Linked DNA regions of Ovis aries: region 2 is linked to region 1. Evidence: chromatin contacts called from public Hi-C data. All regions are on one chromosome and are shown on one strand. The core of a region is the stretch at or near the end of the contact, and the rest is flanking DNA. Distances in the headings are between cores, read along the strand shown. Region 1 holds the start of CA3 (carbonic anhydrase 3). Region 2 has its middle 65 kb from the start of CA13.

Evidence for each region. A called contact is a pair of places that touch in the nucleus more often than the background predicts.
Region 2: a Hi-C map of hypothalamus shows a contact between it and region 1, with 7 times the contacts expected there. The contact joins the enhancer-like site here to the promoter of CA3 in region 1. A contact is called at or near these places in 2 of 16 Hi-C or Micro-C datasets (hypothalamus and muscle).

What each region holds. Positions count from the first base shown.
Region 1 is chr9:89,997,458-90,002,762 of ARS-UI_Ramb_v3.0, forward strand. CA3 (carbonic anhydrase 3) reads right to left here and starts at 2,602. Exons shown (of 7, transcript XM_015097942.3): 1 at 2,541-2,602; 2 at 1,669-1,866. The coding sequence starts at 2,574. LOC132657233 (a long non-coding RNA gene) reads left to right here and starts at 2,242. Exons shown (of 2, transcript XR_009595096.1): 1 at 2,242-2,446.
Region 2 is chr9:90,263,848-90,269,152 of ARS-UI_Ramb_v3.0, forward strand. No RefSeq gene overlaps it. Among named protein-coding and RNA genes, the nearest start is that of CA13, 65 kb to the right of the region's middle. Within about 2 kb of position 2,469, at least 5 of the 54 cell types and tissues checked have an H3K27ac peak or open chromatin away from gene starts, as enhancers often do. A contact at or near this core is called in hypothalamus, where this site is marked.

The DNA of each region.
Region 1 (5,305 bases), core at 1,352-3,851:
CACATCCACAGCTAATTCAGACTGTGTTTATTCAAATGAGATGGAATGAGAAATTCTGAGGTTTCCCAGGGAATCAATCAATGTTGACCCTTAAACGAGATGATTCTCCATAGTATGAATATGAGTTTGTTGTCCAAATATCTCAACTGGGCACTGAACTCGGTTTCACTTCATTTAGCCTGGAGAGTGATTTAGAAGTTCAAATATTTTCTAAAGGATATTGAAACTATACAGAAGCCCTAAAGTCAAAATTTACCAATGTAAGCTAGATCAAAATAGAATTCAGACGATAGCCATTCTAGAGAAGACAGAGCAACTATTGGTGCTGAAATGGCAGACTGAACGTCATGAGACAGGTCTAAACTGAGAGAACGAGACTAGGTGAGCTTGTTCACATAGAAATGAGTGTTTTAATTGCGTTTTTTTTCTGTCCATTTTTTCTGTTTGATTAATTGCTCTTTGCACTTTTACCATCCACTAAGAACCGTTATAATTCAGTGATATGAGTCCAATTTATTAGGATGAATCATATGAAAGTGTCAACATTCAATCATATTTGCTTACAAAACGGCTTCTTCATGTGATTCAACCTAAGAGATTCCCGTTTAATTTTATTACTCATCCTTCAGAATGGAACTTGATTTAAATGGAGAAAAAAATAACAGATACCAATGAGATAATTATGTAAAGAATATACATGTCTATGATATTCCTTACCTGGAACCTGCTAGTAGGTAGAAATTATAGCTATTACTCTTTAATTACAGGATCACTGAAAATATTCATTCATGTACATCAGTAAGGATAATTTTAACTTTTTTACAAATGTGGTTATAGGAAAATATACATTGTATTTCAAGGACCAAAATGCTAAAGGTAGATTCTTACCTCATTCACAGTAAAATAAAGTATTTCTAATTAGCCTTCTTTTATTTCACTGATTTGCTTAATGGTTATAAATGAAATAGACTTTTTTTTAAAGCATGTGACTTTCCATTTTCAGTTCAGTTCTGTTCAGTTCAGTTCACTCAGTGGCATCCAACTCTTTGTGACCCCGCGGACAGAAACAAATCAGAACTCAAGGAGAAACTGTCAGTCTTCAAAACCCCTCACCAAAATACCAAAATGATTAATCAGGTGAGCCCCACTGAAGGCCCGTCTTCTTGCTTCTGCCATGGGTCTGCTCTCTCCCTCGGACTGGCCCCACCCCCACACCAGCAGAAGAGAATACCTACTTGGTTCTTGGCCATTTCTTGCTCTGCAGGATGGAATCTATGCCACATCTGAGAATGTGGGCCTTGCTCTCCAGCCTTGCATCTTCGTTAGGATGCAAAACCCCCCTCAAGTATAGACATCAGAGCCCAAAGAACACTGCTTTGGACTCATTACCAGCACCTCTCTACTAAGCTTCATTTCAGGGGTACACTGCCAACTTTTAGCTTGGGCATTGGGCCATTTTGGAGCAGCCAGCGTGACCGGGGTTAAAGAGTGAGACATTCTTCTTCACTGAATAAATATAATCCTTCAGACGAGCACAAAGTCAAGTGTCATCTCCATTTTCAGATAAGAAGTGCCCCCTTGTCCCACCGATTCTGTTGCTGTGACATAAATCACATTTTGCCAATACAGCCATGGAAAATGTCCTCTCTACCTAGGTGTCATACTTACTTGACCTGTCATAAGTATCGTCAAACACAACTCTGCAGGTCTTCCCATTATTCAGGATGGTTTTGGCAGAGCCTGGGTCATAGGATGCTGTCCATGGCTTCAGGGAAGGGTCGTGGCTGATCTCTTTAGTGTTCAGTTCAATGGGCGACTGGTTCTCTCCCTTGGCAATCGGGTAAAGTTCATGCCAATGGTCAGGACCTAGGAAATCAAATTGAGGGGATTCATTTATCTGGTGGCGCAATCAAAGTCCTCTCTCTAAGTGACTAAATCAGCAAAATACACGGAGGCTGGGCAGTGATTATGAAAAGGTCTTGGATATCAGATTGGGCAATACAAGGCTTGGGGGCAAAGACCTGTTCATAGTGTTGTTAATAGCATACCTGTAAGGCTATGTTTAACTCTGTGTGTATTTCCCCAAAGCGTTTCTGTATTGGCTCAAATACAGCCTAAAATACTTATTTTTGAAGTGAACTTCATCGAATGTTTCACCAATGCCCTCTCCTATCATAGAGCTGGAATCAAACAGCACTGCCCCAAGTGGGTTTCAGAGCATCTCCGTATCCCTTTCCCCTTGTGGAGGCAGAAACTGCAGGCAGAGCAGCTCGTACCAACACCAGGCTCAGAGAGGTGAAGAGCTTGCCCAGCCAGTCTCCGAGAGAGGGGGACCCCCAGAAGCGGCCCTGGGTGGGTGGGCTTCTCCGTCAGAGGCACTGAGATCTGGGCACGTTACCGGTTCCTGCGGTGGGCATACCAGCCGCTCCAGATGAACGCGATCAAGGTGAGCCGGCCTGCCGTGCGGGGTCCGAGGGAAGGGCCGGGCGCGGGGGGAGCGCCCCCGACCCCCGCGCCCCGGCGGGCCGCCGGACACTCACCGTTGTGGTCGGCGTAGCCCCACTCCTTGGCCATGGCGGTGCCGGGCGCTGCCTCCGCTCCCGCCGTGCGCGGCCCGCCGGCGCCCCTTTTATGCCGGGCCCCCTCGCTCCCTCATGGCCTTATTAGGTCAGCGAGGGTGGGCGGGGGGCTAAAGAGACCGGGTGGTGCTCGGGAGGCGGGCTGGGGGAAGCCAATGAATTCCACGGGCTGGACAGCTGTCGGGATGGGGGGAGACGGGTCCCCGCCCCCTGGCCCTGGAAGGGGGGCTCCCTCGCGGCTCCCAAAGCGCCAGGCCCCCCTAACCTAGAGCCGAAGTGCAGAGGCCGGCCCTCTCGGCCCCCCTCCTCCAAGGCCCCCCACCTTTTTTTGTGGGGTGAGGGGCGGCCTTTGCGCTTCGCCTCCAAACTGAAAGCTGCGCCCCGAGGGCTGGCGCTTGCAGCCTTGCTTGGAAGTTGCTTTCAGCGCTGCCTGTCTGGCTGGCTGCGGTCTCTGGATGCTTCTGCGGGTTGATTTCACTCCAGCGATCCGGTTACTGTGGCTGGAAAGAACACGTTTGCCTGACCCATGTTTGACTCCTTCGCAGGCAACTTGCAAAATCCTAGGCACAAAGGATGGGAAAAAGCAGGCAGGAGGGCAGGTTCTCTCAACTCCGTTATCCTTAAGAGAGAGATGGTGCCAGGTCCCTGGAACCAGACGTTTCTTGACCTCGCGGGTCCCCTCGGTCTGCAGGACGCCGGGGGCTGGCTCTCGCGAATCTAGGTGAGGACTGGACCCAGGTTACTGAGGAGCAGGAGCCTCGTTCTGATCCACCGACTCGGTGAGCTGTACCTCTGCTCACGAGAAGTCCAGAACATTCTGGAGTGTTGGAGAGTCAGGAACATAAAGGGAGTGATATTGTTTAAAATGTATGACCTTATTTTCCAAGGCATAGTGAAAGATTCGAAGAAAAGAGAGGGAAATTTTTCCAAAATTGCTTTGTATTTTTTTTCTCCTCCTCCCAACTTGTTTTATAGCTTGATGACCCATGCAAAAAGAGAATAGAACTGGTATACGCAGTGTGCACATGTCAAAGACGTATTTGTAAATATCTGGTTGTAGTTCACATCAAAGAACCAGAGTAGTAGATATTTACAATTTTGAGAATACATTGTAAAAGAACAATATGTTTTGGTTCCAGGTCAGTATTAATTTTATTTAAAAAAGAACAGGCAGCAAGAAGAGATAAACCTATTTTCAGTGCTGTCTTGAACAGGGTTGTAACATAACACTTTTTAAATTTCTTTGACTTTTATTGATGTTAGGATCTTGTGTTTGGGGATTACAAAACTTGAAAAGGAAATATCTTATCATGGTAAAGATAGCTCACGCCTAAGGCATGTGGAATGACTGACTGCACTCATAACCTGGACGCCAGGGGAGTCACTCCCCCAGCGTATTTTTGTGCCCAGGGATTATTTGATCCACACAATAGCGGCGCTGAATCAAGAACTGACATGGTTTGGAAAATCCAGGCAAACAGCAATGCAAGTGCTCTTAGCCTCTGAGCTCAATTATGTCAGTGTTGGATTAGAAAGGCTACTGAGTTGGCATATCTGGGCCAGTTTTCTGCTTTAATGTGATTAGTTGTGTGCTGCTGTAGTTTGTAGTTAATGGAGGTTATATTCTACATAATTATCTGTATTAGTAAACTATGATCCTGTTCCAATTCATTAAATTGTTTCCATTCCTCTTTTTCTGCTATATATGGTTAGAGGATTGGTAACTAAGTTTCAAGTCATTTGATACAGCAATGATACAGATAAAGTTTTCAACAAAGTTTTCAATAAACTTATATCAAGCAAGGCCAACAGTATTGCTTTGTTGGTACTGGAATTCATCACACTGTTACCATTTCTGCATAAAAAGTGTTTAAATGGGTTTTCATTAATTAAACATTTTAAAAGACTGTACACAGCACATCAATAGCAAACACTTGCACAGTAGCACAAATTTTCACATCAACACTGGTTGGAATTTGCAAAGTGAAATATTTAATTGTTTGGGGTTTATGGTCTTGAAAACTGTTGACTGGTTTTTCATTCCACTTTCTTATGAGAGTTAAGCAAAATTGGAATTTCAAGACAGTTTTTAGACCATAATGTTTTTCAAAAGCCCCAAATTAACCATCTGCATTTTGATTCATTTGCTCGGGCATATTTGTCCACAAATTTCAAAATTCTGTATCCATAAAGCAAAGAGAAAATTCTAAATTGTGTCCAAGACGCTGAGATTTCTGGAGCTGGCTTTTAAAAAAGAAGATTGTTAGGTTCTACACCAAGGGAAAAGAATGCCAGAAAAAGAGCCACAAATTATCCCTGAGCATGAGCACAGGATTCTTCCCAGCACTAGTACTGAAAAGCTGGGGTGCTGGGCAGTCTGTAAGATGAGTGTGTTCATGCAGAGAACCGAAGAGGCAGGGAGAGAGTAACCAAGGAAGGTAATTTGGGTCAGCAAAATCACTGGGGGTTGGGAGTGTCTGGATGCAGAAGTTTCAACTAGGTGATATACTAAAATTATAAACTTGAGAGCTCTAAGGTGATCAATTTTAAGCCTATTTTTAGTCTTGATTTAGCATTTTATTTTGCAGGATGCTAGGTAATATAAATCTTCTGCAAGCTGATAGCCATGTGGTGTTTCTAGTGCATTAGAAACCAAAAAAAAAAAAAGATAAATTGCCTGTTTATTCATGTCTAACTAAAACTGTGAGTCGCTCAGTCATGTCTGA
Region 2 (5,305 bases), core at 1,219-3,718, 270 kb after region 1:
AAATAATGCTGCTATGAACACTGAGGATGAAACATGCCCCTGTGTCCTTGTCTTTTGAAGTACAATGCTGACTCAAGAATTAGTGATTGGGATTTGTGAAGATGTAGAAACAAAGAAGGGCTGTTCGGCTAAGGAAACGGTAACAATTTAGACTATAATTCAGCCACACAGCAGAAACACCAGAATCCTGGTTCCCTGAAAGAATAGATAAGGGCTGGACACACATTCCAAAGCTGTTTTTCCAGGCAGCAGACCCCCTTCCAGATGGAAACTTCTGACAAGAGCAAACCCTAGACTGGCTGGCACCAGAAGGCTGGTAATGCTTGGAACGCCACCTTGCTGCCAATCAACGCAAGGACTGCCCACCAGCTGATCACGCTCTGCCCCTGTAATGCTATGAAAACCCTCACCGCCCCCTCCAGACACAGCCTGGAGGGCGTTAGCCCACTGCGGCCCCCTTTGCCTGGCAAAGCGATAAAAGCAACTCTTTCCCACTTTACCCAAAACTCTACCTTGGGTTTCTACTCAGCACCTGTGAACAGAGGCTGAGTATCTGCAACAAGAAGCCTACATTTTTTCAAACTAGTGCTTTTGGTTTTGTTTTGTTTTGTTTTCAGATACATACCCAGGAGTGGGATTGCTATGTCATAATTCCTTTTATAGTAACCTGTGACCTTTCCTAAATGCCAGCTGAGTCTCTCGGGCTGTCCTTTCATATGTCATGGGTCATTAATAACTGGGACTCCCCGTGTCGCTTGACCAACGAGAGGAAGCCTCTCGCAAGCCCTCCCTGCTAGCCTGTGAGACCGGCTTCCACTGAAAGCAAAGCCTGATGTAAGACTCTTTTATAGTTATCTTGTTAAATTCTCACTTTACCAGGAGAAGGCCAGGGATGTTTGGGGAGATACAGTTGCTTGCTGCTAGTGTTTCTGGAACAGTAGAGAATCTCAACAGGGCTCTGGCAGTGAAGGACAGAAACTCTCTCTCTCCGTGTCTCTCTCTCTCTCTTTCTGTGTTTCTAGCACCACTACTCTTCTCCCTGGCAGTACAAACACCCAGCACTGTGCTCTTGCTGATAAAAGAAAGAGGAATTACTCATAAATATATCTTTTTCTGAGTAGTACAGCCCAGAAATTAAATATAGTTTATATGTTTTTGGTACTTACACTCTTAAAATGCCATTTCTGACTCTAAATTCATGGTGAAAAAAAAATTCAAGTGTAAGAACATTTTTCTATTTTACAAAACAAGTAAATGAATAGACTCCACACTTATACGGTCATCTCTTTCACAAGGCTGTGAACCCTTTCAGGTCAGGAGTGATGTCTTAGTCAGCTTCCAATACCAGTGCTCATCACAATGCCTGGCACATAGTAGGGACTCAGGAAAGAATGGTTATGTGCTCAGTTGCTTCATTTGTGTCTGACTCTTTGCAACCCTATGGACTGTAGGTTGCCAGGCTCCTTTGTCCATGGGATACTCCAGGCCAGAATACTGGAGTGATTTGCCGTTCCCTTCTCCAGGAGATCTTCCCAACCCAGGGATCAAACCTGTATCTCTTATGTCTCTTGCATTGACAAGTGGATTCTTTACCACTAGCACCACCACAACGACCTACACATAGTAGGGACCAGGAAAGAACGGTTGAATAAACACCAATTCTTGGTAAGGTGTTCATTGGAAGGACTGATGCTGAAGCTGAAACTCCAATACTTTGGCCACCTGATGTGAAGAGCCGACTCATTTGAAAAGACCCTGATGCTGGGAAAGTTTGAGGGCAGGAGGAGCAGGGGACAGCAGAGGATGAGATGGTTGGATGGCATCACCGACTCAATGGACATGGGTTTGGGTAAGCTCCGGGAGCTGGTGATGGACAGGGAGGCCTGGCGTGCTGTGGTTCATGGGGTTGCAAAGAGTCAGACACAACTGAGCGACTGAACTAAACCTTTACTTTTTATTAATTCACCAGTAACTATAACCTATTTATAAATGAATGAGTTTGTCCAAAAGCATTCAGCAAGCACTATGTGTCTGATACCTTGTTAAAACTGGGGATAAAATCATGAAACAGACACAGCCCCTGCCCCAGAAGAGTGGCAGGAGGCCAGCAGTGGGAGAGACAAATACAAAGAATTGTGTTAAAAGGTGAACCAGGGCCGCAAATGAAACAGACTGAAGCAGAGTTGAAAAAGCTCTTAGTTCTGCCAGCAGACAGAGATGCTCACAGAAGGATTCTGAGAGGAGGTTGCTTGTGCTGGTCCTTAAAGGATAAAGGAATGGAGAAAAGGAATCTAGTGGCAAAGAAAAAAAGCATGAGCCCAAACAAAAGGAGCACAGAACAGGGCTTGCTTAGAGCTCGGCAAGTTAGTTGTCTGGAAAGTCCAGACGCTGGGAGTGGGAGAGAGGTGCTTGCCACTGAGTGGCAGGAAATGAGGCTGGAAAGGGGTTGGAGGCAGAGAGTGCAGCCTTTGAAGGCAAAAACCCTTGATGCTAAGACTCCACTCTGTCAGCTGTGCGGCCCCATCAGAGGTGTGCAGCTGGGGAAGAATTGGCAGGTCTGCGTGGCAGAGAAGTGATCAGTACAGAGGGGAGGCTGTCGGGCCGAGGGCAAGAGAAGGGGCGGTGAGGACCATCAAGCACTGACCCGGAGCAAACACATGTCCCAGCCCGCGGCTCTGGGTGAAGCTGTGAAGGGCAGACACTCAACAGCCCCATTGCTCCAGTCCCCACTGCATCCCACAGAGCCAAACTTAAAACGGAGTTCTCTGTGCAAAACGGCAAACGCATGACTTTTGCTAGTCAAAATCCTGGCGACTCTTTGCTCACCTATGTAACAAAAAAGGCATGTTCTTTCCTTGTTTGCTCCACCCTTAATCCTGCCTCTGTGTGACACCATAGACTGCACATCTCTGCTTTATGAGAAGAGAGATTAGCACCACAGGGCACTGTGCAACATGCTTCAACCATTTGCCACTACCCTGCCATGGATGATGTCATGTGGAGGTGAGAAAATAGAACAATTTTTCCTCCCGTTCTCTCTGCTGAGCTTGCAGGAAGAGATGCCAGCTGGAGGGTTTCTGTTTCACTAAGGAAAGTAAACTAGAGGTTTTGGATTAAAAAAAAAAAAAATAGCCTTTATCCTTCACATTATAAAATACATCGTAAGTTTCTGCAAATTTGGAACTTGATACCTTCAGTTTTTCACTGCATTATCTGATCTATAAAAAGTAAAACAAACTATCAAAAATTGATAAAAGCAAGATGTGCTAGAGGGTCATTGTCTCAATACTAAAAAAGGCAAAATGGTCAGAGTGTTATTGGTGTGGAAGTAAGAAAATGAGTGATTTTTTTCTCTTTTTTTTCCCTTGTCTTCGATAAATGATATTTTAAAGCTGCTGTCTACATGCGTTACATGCATTAACATTTTCCCAGTAGAGCCTGTGAATGGGCTGCACCAATTAAATCCTGTCGGTCTAAACTTCAGAGGCAAGATATCTTCTGGAAAGCCAGTTCTCCAAGTCACACTCCCCTCTAGGATGGCCCCTCACAGTTCCAGGAGGCCAGGGTCTCTCAGCTTTTCTGCAGTCCCTGAATAGCCCTTTGTGAGTGGCTCCTGACCGTCTTCTACTTCAATAGATCCCTTATTCAGGGTCAGGCTGCTTTCCCACCGACTCTCTGGCCACCTCCCACAGCTTCTCAGCAAGCTAAAATTCTTCTGGGCCAACGCAGCTGAGCCACAGTCAACCTCCCGTTTGAGGCACAGCTTGCCTTTTCAATTCGGTTAGTTTGAATACACTAACTCACATTGTCGATTTTTGGTTTGCTTGTTTGGGGTTTTGCTTGCTTTTGCCTGTTGCTGTTGTTTTGTTTTTTAAAACTGTTACCTTTGGGTGGCGAGTTGGCTGGCTTTGTGCTCACATTGTGGTTGGCAGGGTAAATTTTAAATTGCCTCAGACAGAAGCTTACTGCCTAAAATGCTTGTACACAGGAAAAGAATTCAAGAAAACATAGATGCCCTTAGGAGTATTATTTATAACAATAAAAAATGGAGCTAAACTAAATGCTCACTAGAGGAATTATAAATTACATATTTTAAAAGAAAAAAAAACTAAAGCAAAAGGGAAAAATTAAATAGAAAAAGATGTTCTTAAGAGTATCATTTATAACAATAAAAAACAGCTAATCTGAATGCTCACTAGAGGAATTATAAGCTATGATATAGTTAGTTTAAACTTGGTTGAGCAGCAGGAACATCTTCATTGAAACATTATATATAAGCTAAATAGGCAAGTTGGTGGAAGATATTTTTGAATACCAACTGCTCAGAGTGAAGCAGGAGGAAGGGCAGGACCCAAGGCCTTCCAGCTGGTGCCCCTACCCACCCTCCACTCTGCATGGGGCCACAGACCAACTCTGAGGCAGCCACAGGGCACCATGGAGCTGGGGCAAAACCAACGCTGCACCGTACCTGTTGTCACTAAAATAAGTGTACAGCCACGCAAGCAAAACGTTTCTGAGACAATGCTCATTTAATGATAAACGAGTAGAGAGGAACTCATCACACTATGCACACAGATACGTACAGCTGGATAAAATGCACAGTTAAGGCAACTGGAAAGATGGTAGATAGGGGAACATAACTGGTCTTTTCTTGTGCTTAGTCACTCAGTCATATCCGACTCTTTGTGACCCCATGGACTGTAGCCCCCCAGGTTCATCTGTCCATGGGATTCTCCAGGCAAGAATACCAGATTGGGCTGGCATTCCCTTCTCCGGGGTTAATCTTACAAGGTTGTTTTAGACTTAATGGAAATGTATTTTATCAATGTCACTGAGGAGCCCTAATGCTTTAAGCAATTAACGTGGTTTCCCTCAGCATTCTCATCTCTAAAATGGCAATCATGGGCTTACAGTGAGCCTCCAATGGGTTGCTTTGTGTACAGAGCATAAAGCAATGGCTCGATAGATATTAACCATCATTCATGATATCATCAGTCCCTTGCATGCAAGTGGTGTAAGGGACGGATGGCTCAGCTGGTAAAGAATCCCCTGCCACTCGAGAGACCTGGCTTTGAGCCCTGGGTGGGGAAGACCCCTAGAGCAGGGCATGGCAACCCACTCCAGTATTCTGGCTGGGAGAGTCAAGCACAGCACACTCAAGTGGGGTACCGTGGGGTCTTAAAGAGTCGGACATGACTTGGCGACTGAACAACAACATTCGAGTGTAAAACTTTTGAGGTAAAGTGATAGCAAAAGAGAAGCATTCAGATTTAGCCAGCTGCCCATCTCCCTTCCCTTTCGCTAA